Regions from separate parts of the Mus musculus genome. Here region 2 is linked to region 1. The links are chromatin contacts, called in public Hi-C maps. All regions are on one chromosome and are shown on one strand. The core of a region is the stretch at or near the end of the contact, and the rest is flanking DNA. Distances in the headings are between cores, read along the strand shown.

Region 1 (6,794 bases), core at 1,767-4,266:
GAACCTGGACAGAGCTAGGAAGAGTCCATGACACCCTCAGCCCCAGGAGGTGTCAGAAGATAGATTAGCGTGACACCATGCCATCGTTGGGAATTCAGTGAGGGGGGTGTCACACTTTGGTTGGCAGGTCTGATACATTTTGGAGTCTTGTTCCCCTGATATGATTATAATATATCTGTGTGCCCTCCTTGTCTCAGTTTTCCCCAGTAAACGTATACTGTGCCCCCTTTCTCTGCCTAGGAATGTTAGGGTTTGAGATTCACCAGTGAATGATACCCCCAAACTCAAGCAATATGGGAAAATGAAGAGTGCTTATCCAGCTGAATAACCTGCATGCAGGGGTCTCCCCGTTTGGGAATGGACACACCTAGTGGACCCACAGGCCCAGCTTTTATTGTCATTTAGGGGAATTTCAGGAAAGGGCGTGTGCCCTTTTACCTTGATTGGTTAGCTCTATCTCTAGGGGTCTGACTAATTCTACATTTGGTTAGGTTCCAGAGACCTCCCTGGAGGGTTGCTTATTCATTTTAACTACCTAATTCTTACTTCAGGCCAGATGACACGGCATCCACGGATTGGCTGCCTGAAGCTATGGCTGTCTCACCACTGGTTCCTGGATCCCGGTTTTCATTTCTGGGAAAGAAAAGCTTAGGCCTAGTCTCCCAAATTGTCACTTTGTAGCCTGTCATGGAGTCAGCCTGGCTCTGAGCTTAGTCCCTTTAGGAATAAGCCCTGTGCTGGGTGGGTGGCTCCTGACAGATGCTGCCATTTCTGGATCTACCTCCTCCTGTGTGCGCAGTCTTCCTTCTTCCATTAGAATGGAATACAAAAGCTGCTTATAAGTGGTTCTCTCAGGGCAATGCACCAACTGAGAAAAACCACTGTATTATTCTACACTATGGAGTAATTCAGGGGAGGGCAGGGCCTGATCTCCAACACATGTGTACCTCAGCTAAACAAGGTGGCCCAAGGCAGGGTGGCACACCCTTTTAGCTCAGTGCCCATGGGGGAGGGGCAGGTAGATCGAAGTGACTCCTAAGCCAGTTAGGCTCACACAGTGAAATCCTGTCGCAAACCAACCAACCAACCAACCAACCAACCAACCAACCAACCAACCAACCAACCACCGACCAACCGACCCACCAATGAAACTCTGCAATGGTTTTTAGTGTATGGCTCCCACCTAATTTTAGAACAATTTTATCACCTTTTCTCTGTCTTCTCCCTCCCTTCCTGGTTTGTTCCTTTCTCCTCACTACCCAGGTGACCGAGGGACTGAGCTCAGGGCTGGGTGGATTCGGGCAAGCACTCTAGTGCTTGAGCCATAGCCCAGACCTAGAAAATCTTAGACATCCAAGTTAGGAAGTCTTGCACTGATTCACCAGATTGGCCACCACATACCAGCTTCTTTTCAAACTGCACAATGTTTTCAAGGTTTGTCCATGGTATACACATAACTGCTTTTGTTGTTGTGGTGTGTGTGTGTGGACATGTGGACATGTGGTGTGAGCCTGTGGAGTGTATTTGTGTGAATGGTATGTGTGTGGTGCACATGTGTTGTATGTGTGTGGGGGGTGTGTGTATGTGGTATGTGTGTGGTGAACATGTGTTGTGTGTGTGTGTGTGGTATGTGTGTGGTGCACATGTGTTGTGTGTGTGTGTGTTGCTTCAGACTCGAGTTGCTGGGACTACAGGCAGGCAGCTCAACGCCTTGCTTCATTTCCTCTTACTGTGGATCAGTGCTCCATCGTATGAACAATAACCCAGGATGTCTACACTCACCACTTAAAGCCCACAGCGCTGCTTGAGTTAAAACCGATCTGGACTACAGTCTTCTGAAGGGAAGAAGTTGTTGCTGTTGTGCTGGGTGCAAAGATAACTCAGTACATTTGTCAGGATAATTCAGCTATTCATTGTTCACCTGGGCAGTTTCATTCCAAGCAGCAGAAAAGAAAAACAAGGGCTGCAGAGATGGCTCAGCAGTTAAGAGCACTGACTGCTCTCTCAGAGGTCCTGAGTTCAATTCCCAGCAACCACACGGTGGCTCACAACCATCTATGATGGGATCTGATGTCCTCTTCTGGTGCATCTGAAGACAGTGATGGTGAACTCACACATAAATAAGTCAGAAAAGAAAAATGAGAAGAAAGAAAACATTTTTAAAAAAATAAATAGGGCTGGCGAAATGGCTCAGTGGTTAAGAGTGCTGACTGCTCTTCCGAAGGTCCCGAGTTCAAATCCCAGCAACCACATGGTGCCTCACAACCATTCGTAACAAAATCTGATGCACTCTTCTGGAATATCTGAGGACAGCTACAGTGTACTTACATATAATAAATAAATCTAAAACAAACAAACAAACAAACAAAGGATACAGGCAAAACATGGTCGGGGAAAAGCCTATTCTCTCCTAGGGAGTTAAGAATGAAAATTTCACAGCAAAGCCTTCTGCTTAGATTTACTAAAAAGAAAGTTTTCAGATTTTCAGAGAGATCCTCTCCTCAACTGAAATCCCATCGGTGGGAGCCTTGCCTGAGGCTTGTGTGGACGCAGGAAGGAAGTTATCAGGTGGTGAGGACCATTTCACATTAAATTACTTCTGTATGTGCACATCAAAGGATGCAAACTAAGAGACGACTACAGAGCGTAGACCACAGACTGAGAGTGAGAGTTCCATCCAGGGCTCAGATGGTGGAAGGAGAGAACCGGCTCCTGCCAGTTGGCCCTTATCCACCACTGTCCCTGTCCATCTAGCCACCCGCTCCTATTCAAAATCTATTATATTTATTTAAATGTTATAAAAATTAGAGAGAAAAGGAGTTGGTAAGAGTGGTTGTATTTGAGAGTTGTCTGTGGGGTGTGGAGCGTGAGAGCGAGACGGAAAAACCCAAACTCTTCTTTATTATCCAAAATATACCTTAAAACTTCCCAGTTCTGAGACTAGATCCTAGTACAGCGTATGATTGGGGGAGGGACTGGGGAGGTAGCAAATGAATCAAAGACGCTTTCAGATTTGTCCTCCTCTGCTACCTCCCCTCCTGCGATACAAATCACTGGAGGGGATCAGTGTCTCCACCCTGGAGTGAGCCAGAGGTCGGACTGTAGCTCGCGGCTGAGCCAGTCGCTGCTGATGCAATCCGCAGCGGAGCGCGCCCAGCTCTCCATCTTCCGCGCTTGCCGACCGACCCTGAGCGCCACGTGTCACTGCACAGCCGCCTCCTCCAGAGGAGACTCACATTTGCACCCAGGAGCCGGAGCCACGACCCAAGCCACGAGAAATGAAGGTAAGCGTATTGCTGAAGTTCATGCTGGAATGCAGCTACTCACCCACCCGGAATATCTCGGACACTGGGTGGAGAGAGGAGGATGGAAGGACCAACTTGCTTTGTCCCCCGTCCTGGGCTACTAAGCGTGGGGATCTGGCCTCGTATCCACCCGCAGATGCTCCCGCTCCGGTTCTTGTCCTGGTTCTGTAAATGCGGTACCCAGATTTAGAGGATGCCACAGCGCCTCTCCTACATGCTCCCTAGGCGGGAAGAAGGACCGTATCGTTGCGTTTGAGCTGCCCAGAGATAGGGTTTGGCGAGGATGCTCGGACGCTCTTCTGGGTAGTTGTAATAGAAGGGGGAGGAGGACCCTCTTATCTGCCGAAAGCAGATCGCTTGTCTTTTAAGGTCCAGGTTCCAAGTGGAAGCTTCCGAGTTACGGACCACTCGAGCTTCAGGACCAGAGAGTGCAGGCGGTGAACTCTAATTATCATCTGAGATAGCTAGCCCAGAGGCCAGCCTGAGGCGTTTTAAGATATTTTCCAGAGCCAGAGCTCTGGCTGTCTGAAAAACTGCCAGATCTGAAAAGTTTCCTTTCCGAAGGGAAATGATGCTCTGTCGGCTGTGCAGTCACCTAGTCTCCCGCAAGGAATATTCGAGTAATAAAACGTGGGTTTCGGGGAGCTACAGAGCGGAGCCACGTTTCAGTTTCTGAGGAGGCGGAGGAAGTTAGACACTCAGACTGCTCAAGCCTAGCTGGAGGGAATCCACACGTCACGTCTCCATCCCCACTGTGCCGCCCTCGCTCCTAGCCCTGACAGATAGATAGATAGATAGATACCCTTTCTCTTTTTCTCTCTCTTTTTCTCTTTTCCTTTTTCTCGTTTTCTCATTTTCTCGTTTTCTAATTTTCTCGTTTTCTCTTCTCATCTCTCTCTCCTCTCCTTGCCTCCCCTCTCTTCTCTCCTTTTCTTTACATTCTTTACCTTATCTCACTAAATCATATGCCTTTATAATTTTATCCACATGCATTTAATGTATTCACTATCTCTCTTAATCATTTGTTCATTCTGTATATATCTACCTTAAAATATAAGTTCCTAGACTCCATAGATGGGCAGTCTGTGTATAGGGAAAAGCTGGAAGCCACAAGCCAGCTGAGCAAGGGGTTTAAATTCCCCAGCTGTGGTCCCCTTGGCAAGGCTCAAATCTGTATAACTAATGAAGGGGGCTAAGCCAAGATGGCTACTTACTGCCTTGTTGGGAGAGAGTGGTGCAGGGGTGAGTGGTGTGTTTCATCTTAATTTGCTTTCTGAGTCAGAGACAAATGATGGAAAGTTTTTTTCTTTGTCTTTTTCTTTTTTTTCTTAAATGTCTCTGAGGGCCAGGCTTAACACATACCTGTAGTCCCAGTGCTTGTGGGGTAGAGAGAGAAGAATCAAGAGTTCAGGGCTATCCTTGGCAGCAGCCCCTAGCCACCTTAGGCTGCAGGGGACCCTGGGGTGGGGGTGGGGGAGTTGCGGGGGAAAGTCTGTAAGAATTATTTTCAGCTCATTGGATCCTGATGTTTTATATTTGAAATGGGTTGGAACTTTTTGGAAGGAAGTTAAAAACTTGATAAAGCTTTCTGGTGTACCTGTGATGTTGCAGGATATTTGATCACACTGTGAACCCTGAGTCTGTGTTACAGTGTGGCTCTGCCCTTAGGCTCTGCCCTTAGCACACACCTTTAATCTCTCCTGAACAATGAAGGTGAAGTTAGTTTGTAGAAAGAAACACCCGCCGGGCGTGGTGGCTCACGCCTTTAATCCCAGCACTCGGGAGGCAGGGGCAGGCGGATTTCTGGGTTCGAGACTAGCCTGGTAAAAAAGAAACACCCATGTTTGAAAGTGCTGTCTAATAGAGTGGCAGACAAAGCGACCAACCAGAGAAAGATGTGACAGGCTAGGGTACATCCAAGTCTCACAAGAACAGAGAAGAATGGGGTGCCACTTAAGAGAGACCAGTAGAGAGGAAGAAGGCAGTTTTACCAGGACAGTTATAGAGAGACAGGATGCAGAGAGAGAACGAGCTAGACACAGGTGAAGACAGAACGAGCCAGCGAATGAGAAGGAGCCAGACGTTGCCAACGTTAGTTTGAGGCCAAGCAGAGCAATTCAGTCAGGAGCTGACTGAAGCAAGTTTGCTTCGGTCAGCTTGGAGAGGAGCTTGAGCCAGAGCAGCTGAGTTGCACCAGCCAGCCAGAGCTCAGAAAGAGCTAGGAAGGGATGAGTTTATTGAGCAGTAAGTCTCAGAGGCTGAAAGCATTCTAGGCCAAGATAAGATTGTACAGAGGCTAGAAGCTTCCAGGTCTAGGCTTAGGTTAGCAGATGGAGGTGGTAAGCCAGCAGACGACAGTTACTTCAGGAGGAGAAACGCTATTTTACAGTGACTCCCTGGTTGTTTTTGTGATTGTGGGTCTTATTCCCATCTCATTTGTGTCCATGAGGGAACTGCTTGGAAGCTGTCACCAACTGAGAGGTTAGGGCTACTCTGAAGACCTTACTTAAGTGCAGAAATAAAGACTCTGCCTGGGTATCTGGGTTGGTTACGCCTTTTGGGGTTTCAGGATGCATGCTTCATAGAAAGCTTTCTGTGGTGTTGCTGTGAGATGACTGGCAAGAGTTCTCTCTTGTACTGGCTGGTTTTGTGTCAACTTGACACAGGCTGGAGTTATCACAGAGAAAGGAGCTTCAGTTGGGGAAATGCCTCCACAAGTCCAGCTCTAAGGCATTTTCTCAATTAGTGATCAAGGGGGGAGGTCCCCTTGTGGGTGGGACCATCTCTGGGCTGGTAGTCTTGGGTTTATAAGAGAGCAGGCTGAGCAAGCCAGGGGAGGCAAGCCAGTAAAGAACATCCCTCCATGGCCTCTGCATCAGCTCCTGCTTCTTGCTCTGCTTGAGTTCCAGCCCAGACTTCCTTGGTGATGAACTGCAATGTGGAAGTGTAAGCCGAATAAACCCTTTCCTCCCCAAATTGCTTCTTGGTCATGATGTTTGTGCAGGAATAGTGACCCTGACTAAGACATCTCTATTCCTTCAAAGCCTGCTAGTCACATTTCTTTAATTAATTTAAAATATTTATTTTCATGTATACTTTAGTTGCATGTAGATCTGTGTACCACATGCACACCAGAAGAAAGAACTGGAGGTACAGATTTTGAGTCACCATATAGATGCTAGGAATCGAACCCGGGTTTTCAGCAAGAGCGGCCAGTGGTTCTTACTCTCTGAGCCATCTCTCCAGGCCCTAGAGGGGAGCTTTTGAGAGTTTATTCTCTGTCCACTATGGGAGTCACCAGGATAGAACTGAAGAGACGAGGCTTGCTACCAATCACCTTTGCCCGTGGAGCCATTTCACGGAGACATTGTCTTTTGTGTGTATGTATAAGATATGTGCTTGTGTCTGCATGTTTATGTGTGTAAGTGCATGCACACACATGCCAACACTTATGTGCTGAGGTCAGAGAGCAACTTCTCACACTCTTTG
Region 2 (6,693 bases), core at 2,531-5,030, 73 kb before region 1:
TTTGGGGATGAGGGTGGGGGTCACAGGGAAGCCCAACACACTAGAAGCTTCCTAAAATATATCCATGGGAGAAGGAAACCTAGATGAAATCGCCAGGTAACGGGACACAGAGCCCCCGGCTGGACACTGTTAACACCAAATGAAGCTTCTAGAACTGCGAAGGAGTTACGTCTGATTGAGTTGTTGTCCAAAGGGGTTCCATGGGAACCCCCAAACTATTATATCTAAAGCTACTGGTTGGTCTCCACACCAGCACAACTCTTGGAACCCAGAGACGTCAATCTCTTGCCTGCCTGGAACCCTCACTCCTATGCACAAGTACTCACGGTAGTTGAAGGAACTTTGCACGCTACCAAAGGAGAAAGGCCAACACCAACCCAGCTACAAAGCCTTCCCTGGACAATGGTGACCTGCTTGCACTGGTCAGGTTAAAGAATGAGAGTAATCAACCAAGGTCTGATTGGATTTAAGGCTTGCTCTGTAAGATGGAACCCATCCTAACACTGTGTGGGTGGCCAAGAACCTGAGACAGAATAGGCCAGGAACCTAGAGGAAAACCAGGTAATACTGTTGTGGTAAAGGAATCGAGCAATAAATGACATTCTGCTGTACTCATAGATCAGAGCCTTGCTCAGCCATCGTCAAAAGCTTCCTCCTGTAGCAGATGGGAACAAACGCAGAGACCCACGGACGGACAATGTGCAGAGTTACCTTGGAACACACAGCCATAAATGGTCTCTATCACCACCCTGATCCTGCCCCCGCAGGGTTTAGGGAATTCTACAGAAAATGTGGAAAGAATGTAAGAGCCAGGGAGGATGGGGGACACCCCAGGATACAAGACCTTCTAGACATGGCAAGACTGACACACACATGAACTCACATGAATGACACACATGAACTCACATGAAGAGACTCTGTGAGCATGCGCAGGGCCTGCACAGGTCTGCACCAGAAGTCTGCACCAGAAGTCTGCACCAGAACACAAGTCCTTATTCCTAACCCAGAAGCTATCTCTAGTTGAAAACTACTTGCAAATAAAACTTTAGTCTACTCTTAGGAGTGGGCCTCCTAACCAGCAGTAGATGGCCAACACAAAACAAAGTCAATGGCATCCTTACAGGTTCTTTGTCTTAAACTGATTTATTTTTTCATTATAGGCCCTCTGCATACACATCGTGGCTTCCTTCTTATGTTTTTGCAGGTTTCCCGTGTCCGTGTGTGTTTCTTTGCTTCTTCCTTTGGCTTCTTCCTTCTGTTTGTTTTGTCCTGTTCTGACCTGTTTTTATCTTATTTTATTATTATTTCTTGGGTGCTTGTTTGTTTGCTAACAAGGGACGGAATGGGTGTGGATCTGGATGGAAGGGGAGATGGAGAGGGACTATAAACAGTTGGGAAGACAAATCAGAAAATAGCTTATAAAAAATCTAATTTCAATAAAAGAAAATAAGCCTAAAAAGAGAGATGGTTTCCATAAAATGTGACAAATGCAGTAACAGGCCCAGCTCCTTCTCAGGACAGGGAAATGTGCTCAATTTCTCAAGCTGTCCTTCAATGCATCTCAGGGCCTCAGGACTCCTGCCTGTCTTAGCCAGGCGTCCAGGACCTGTTGCTATGGCCTCCATTTACAACAACTCCTATCCCACCTGTGCCCAGGACTTCTCAAACCATACAAATCATCTTTACTCTCTTTCTGACTTGATCACAGCAACGTCTAAAATGGTCTACAAATCCCTCCTCCCTGAAGACTAGTGTTCCCTCCACTTCCCCGTTACACGAGTTCCCAGTGTCATGCGACAGTCCCCCTTCAACACAGTATTCTCTGCTTAGACCCCAGATAGTCCATCAAGGCTCTATTATCCTTGAATGTGTCAGTATATGTACGTACACCTGTAATCCCAGCACTCAGGAGGCTGAGACAACCATCACAAGCTCTAGGCTAACCTGGGCTATATGATAAGATCCTATCAGAAAAAATAAAAAATAATAGCATTAGTAGGTGATAATAATATATTCCAGAGCCTCAGTACTTTCAGCCTGCCTGCCAGTCCTTGGGAGATCCCACCCACACACTTGTCTGATGACAGGAATGTGCATCTCCTCCTTGGGTGGACTTACAGCACTGTGAAATCTTGTCTGTCACACTGCTTTTATTTTGCCTCAAATTCTACCCTTCTTCCTCCCTCCCTCCTCTCATCATTTACTCTTACAGGGTCAGCTCTGAACCTGCACCTGCCTCCTTTGCATGCGTTCATCTTGCAGGCTAAACTGTGGGCCTGGGCCTGCCTTCACTTGTGCCCATCAGTAATTTACAGTAATTCACAGTTGAGAGCCCATGTTCCTCACCACCTCCCGTCTCTGAGCTATGACAACAGAACTGGAACTTGCTCTAATTTTTAATAAGAGGAGACAGAGGCTTCTATAGTAGACAGTGTGGCATCTTAGCTACACCCCATACTAAAGGATAATTCCAAATAACAGACCCATCAGTCACCTTTGAGACATACATACTCTCACATACACTCACACAAACGCATTCATACAAACACACTCACACACACTCTCATATACTCTCACACACATTCATACACACACTCAAACACACTCTCATACACTCTCACACACATTCATATACACATTCACACACACACTTCACACACTCATACACACACACTCTCACACACTTGAAGGAGCAAAACATAAAGAGCCTTGGAGATCCGTGAAGCTAGAGTGCAGCCTCCAGCCTCTCAGTGGGTCTTTCCTCATGGGCGGAGTTCCCCTGCTTTCTGTGGGTCTTTGTGTTAACCTTATAATAATATATTCCACAGCCTCAGTACTTCTAGTCTGCCTTCTATGCCACCCCCATGGCTCTTCCTCTGTGACCTTTTGGGCTCTGATACCAGTGACTGGGATGTCTGATCAGCATGCTGTGAGCACACACACACACACACACCAGACACACACACAAACATACTCTCCCAGGCCTCCTCAGAGTCTTATGCTGATATCCTACACACACAAACACATGCACACACTCACACACACTCTTACACACTCACACACATAGGCCTCAGTCTTCTGCTGAGACATCCTACAGACACACACACTCACATACACACATTCTCAAACACACTCACATGACATGCACATATACATATACTCACACACACACATTTTCTCACACACACTCACATGACATGCACATACACATATACTCACACACACTCACTTTCTCACACACATTCATATGACATGCACACACATATACTCTCACATACTCATATACACATGCGCACACACGCTTTCACATGTGCACACCCACTCTCACATGTGCACACACACTCATACACATGTACACACTCACACACATTGTCACACATTCACTCATAGCTGCTGTTTTGCTCAACCATGTGCAGTAATGCCCTCATCACCTTGTTTCTGGTTGACGTCTGACGCATTAATGAGTGAGTGAATGAGTGCATGACAGTGTGGAACAAGGCTGTCTACACTGGAGCTCAGTGTGTGACCTTGCCCAAGTCAGTAATACCCGGGCTGTATAACTAAATTCTAGTAAGTTAGATTTTTCTCTTAATATCTTGAAAGTGTACGATGAGACTTCTAAAGAGTGTGACATAAATTCAGAGGGACAGATCCTACAGCTTATCACTGTTTCCTCACCAGCTGGGATGCAGCCTTGGCCACGCCCACACTCGTGTAGTCTCCATAAGCAGCAGGAGCTAGGCTGGTGCCTGTAAGAAGAGGAAACACAGGGAAGGGCTGGAGATGCATCAATCAAAAGAGGAAGAAGCAGCAGGGTGGTGATGTGGGTAGACCAGCAAAGGACAGAGGCTGGCACGTGACTGCAGTCAGAGGCCCCGCAGCACGAAGTCTGCTCTGCACAAACGGAGGAGGCCCGCCCCCCACCCCCTATGCCTTCGCAGGAGCTGAGCTGCAGAAAGTTCCCCAGTCTGTAGAGTGCCCTTTCAAACGGAGGACTGAGTGTTTCTTTATGCCTTTTTCTAATGCCAGAAGCCCTGTGGTATATACAGGGCTGGTAATGATCAAGGCATTCCACCAAGCATGGATGCTTCAGAGCATGAAACTGGGCAAAGGGACCCTTTGGGGACAATGTCATGCTTGGTAAGTTCTGTTCATTTTGCACAGTGCACAGAATGCTGGGAGAACACTACCTAACATGTGGCACTTCTCAAGAAACAATCAGCCTACAGTGTTATAAAAGACTATAAGAAATAATAAGGGCTGGAGAGGTGGCTCAGTGGTCCTTCCAGAGTTCTTGAGTTCAATTCCCAGCAACCACAGGGTGACTTACAACCACCTGTAACAGGATACGATGCCCTCTTCTAGTGTGTCTGAAGACAGTGTATATATATATATATAATTTTAAAAAGAAAGAATAACAAAATAGATATCATTTTTAAAAAAAATATTATTTTTCCCCATGGAAGTTTTCAGTTTTCCCTCCAATTTTAGACCTACATACAACTGAAGGTTCTGGAATCAAAAGGCATAGGATTTAGCCAGGTGTGGTGAGTTTAAAGCCAGCCTGGTCTACATAGTGAGTTCTAGGCCAGTCAGCATCTTAAAATTTGTCAGCCATAATGATGTCTCACTGGAGATGGCCATAGAGAAGTGCTTTGCCTTGGGAGCCATATGGACCTACCTGATCAGCCTGCCTGGCTGGTTCCCTGGATTCCTAGTGGACCTGGGCTAACAGTTCCATTATTCCGACCTGATTTTCTCATCATTATTCTAAGGGTGTGCTCTCTCTCTCCTACCAGCTGATCAGACCTGACTGAATCCAGTCAGTTTCTGTCAGATGGCAATATGTAAGGCCTACTATAATATATTGTGATTTTTGTTCCCACTGGCTTTTCTAGTTTGTAGGCCCCACTTAGGGGCTTGCTCACATGTTGCCCTGGAGTTCATCGACATTGTACCTTGCATGGCAGAGGCGGCTCTTGCTTCCTCCTCCTTCTCACAGAGAGGTTTGCAGTCAAGGTCACCAGAAGCCATGTGCAAAATGTCTGATCCAGACTCTGCCAACGGGAAAAGGCGGACAGCAGGAGAGCTACACAAAAGAAGCATTTGCCTGGGCGCCACCTCTCGTCTGCACACACCTAAGCCGGTTGGTAACGAGAACGCCAATTTCCTCTCTCGCAGAGCTACTTACCACTTGACGTCACAGTGCTCTCCGAGGATGAAGTCTGTTCAGACGATGGCTGTGTGAGATACTCCCTGACAAACGGACACAAGAAATATCTTCAACACGCTCGGCAAATAACTCTCTTAAAGCCCAACTGAAAACACATCCAAGTTCATAAATGTGGCAGACCTGAGCTGTGACGGGCTCTCGGAATACAAGTGGTCAGCACCATTCTCCTGCAGGGAACAAGGAGACACATGGTGAGGGATCTACAGTGACCATCCCAGGAAGGTCGCTTTAGGCACGTATCCCCATCAGTGCTAAATGAGTCACTATTTACGCAGTGAGAGGGCTTGCAGCGTTTGCCGAGGACCCGAGTTTGGTTCCTCGGATGTCAGCTCTGTAGAACCTGTAAGTTTTTCTCCAGGGGATCTGATACCCCCTTTCCAGCCCCAACCCTGCCAGCACCTGCATGTGCATGTGCATTCATTCACAAGGACACATGGACATAAAATTATTTTTAAATTAAATATTAATTTTTCGTGTGTTCTCAAATACTAAAAAAATAAAAATAAAAAAGCTCAAACTTCAAAAATAAGATTCTGTGTCACTGCTTAAGCTTCTATTAAATTTCCTCACAACTCTTACTTATTTTTGGTTTTGCATTTTAAAATGTTTGGTTGATAGCTGTAGATATCTCCACATAGTGAGATGTTTTGTTTCACGTAGCCAGCTGGGGTCATTATCAGATGCTGAAGAACTGTTCTGTATCACCTACAGGATGCTAAATGAGGCTGGCCCTATCTATGCACTATTTAAATACATAGTGATTACAGTTTTACGTATATACAGTATGCACATGAAAGAATCTATAAACCGGGGAAGTTTTAAATATTGTTCCATTTCATTGGCTATCATAGTTTATAAAAATCAAGAATTGAGAGGCCTAACATGACTGCCTTCCAAAAGAGCCAACAAGCAGCTGAAAGAGTCAGATGCAGATATTTGCACCCAACCAATGGATAGAAGCAGCTGACCCCTGTGTTGAATTAGGGAAGGCTGGAAGAAGCTGAGAAGGAAAGCGACCCTGTAGGAGGACCAGCAGTGTCAATCTGGACCCCCAAGATCTCTCAGACACTGGGCCACCAACCAGGCAGCACACACCAGCTGATATGAGCCCCCAACACACATACAGCAGAGAGCTGTTGGGTTTGGGCTCAGTCAGAGAAGATGCACCTAACCTTTAAGGAGACTGGAGGCCCCAGGGAGTAGGGAGTTCTGGTGGGGTGGGGACATACTCATGGAGATGGGGGTGGGGTGGGGTTGGAGGGGGCAGGAGGTGGGGAGAGGAGATATGGGATGTGGAATAGTCAGAGGGTAGACTGGGAGGGGGATAAAAATCTGGATTGTTTAAAAAAGATTAAATAAAATTAAAAAAAATATTTTACATAATAAAAAAAATCAAGAATTGATTTCTCTAAAATCATTTATGATGCCTTAACACAAGCCACGTCAGCATTGACTAGCTG

The links. Hi-C and Micro-C count contacts between places; a contact is called where the count stands out from the background.
Region 2: a contact with region 1 is called in a Hi-C map of bone marrow-derived macrophages, with 41 read pairs. The contact joins the enhancer-like site here to the promoter of Bcat1 in region 1. A contact is called at or near these places in 4 of 39 promoter capture datasets (the C10 cell line, HPC-7-derived erythroid cells and pre-B cells), 3 of 15 datasets of contacts at CTCF or cohesin (CD8 T cells, large pre-B cells and pro-B cells), 16 of 484 Hi-C or Micro-C datasets (B cells, CD4 T cells, the CH12 cell line and 10 more), 11 of 115 datasets of contacts at active chromatin or transcription factors (the 230-238 cell line, CD8 T cells, the SCID.adh cell line and 5 more) and 3 of 9 other capture datasets (adipose tissue, liver and pancreatic islet).

Annotation. Positions count from the first base shown.
Region 1 is chr6:145,072,379-145,079,172 of GRCm38.p6, reverse strand. Bcat1 (branched chain aminotransferase 1, cytosolic) reads left to right here and starts at 3,016. Exons shown (of 11, transcript NM_007532.5): 1 at 3,016-3,284. The coding sequence starts at 3,279.
Region 2 is chr6:145,146,343-145,153,035 of GRCm38.p6, reverse strand. It overlaps Lrmp (lymphoid-restricted membrane protein), which reads right to left. Exons shown (of 19, transcript NM_008511.4): 4 at 5,354-5,400; 5 at 5,192-5,256; 6 at 4,959-5,057; 7 at 3,679-3,749. Among named protein-coding and RNA genes, the nearest start is that of Lrmp, 28 kb to the right of the region's middle. Within about 2 kb of position 3,780, at least 45 of the 459 cell types and tissues checked have an H3K27ac peak or open chromatin away from gene starts, as enhancers often do. A contact at or near this core is called in bone marrow-derived macrophages and regulatory T cells, where this site is marked.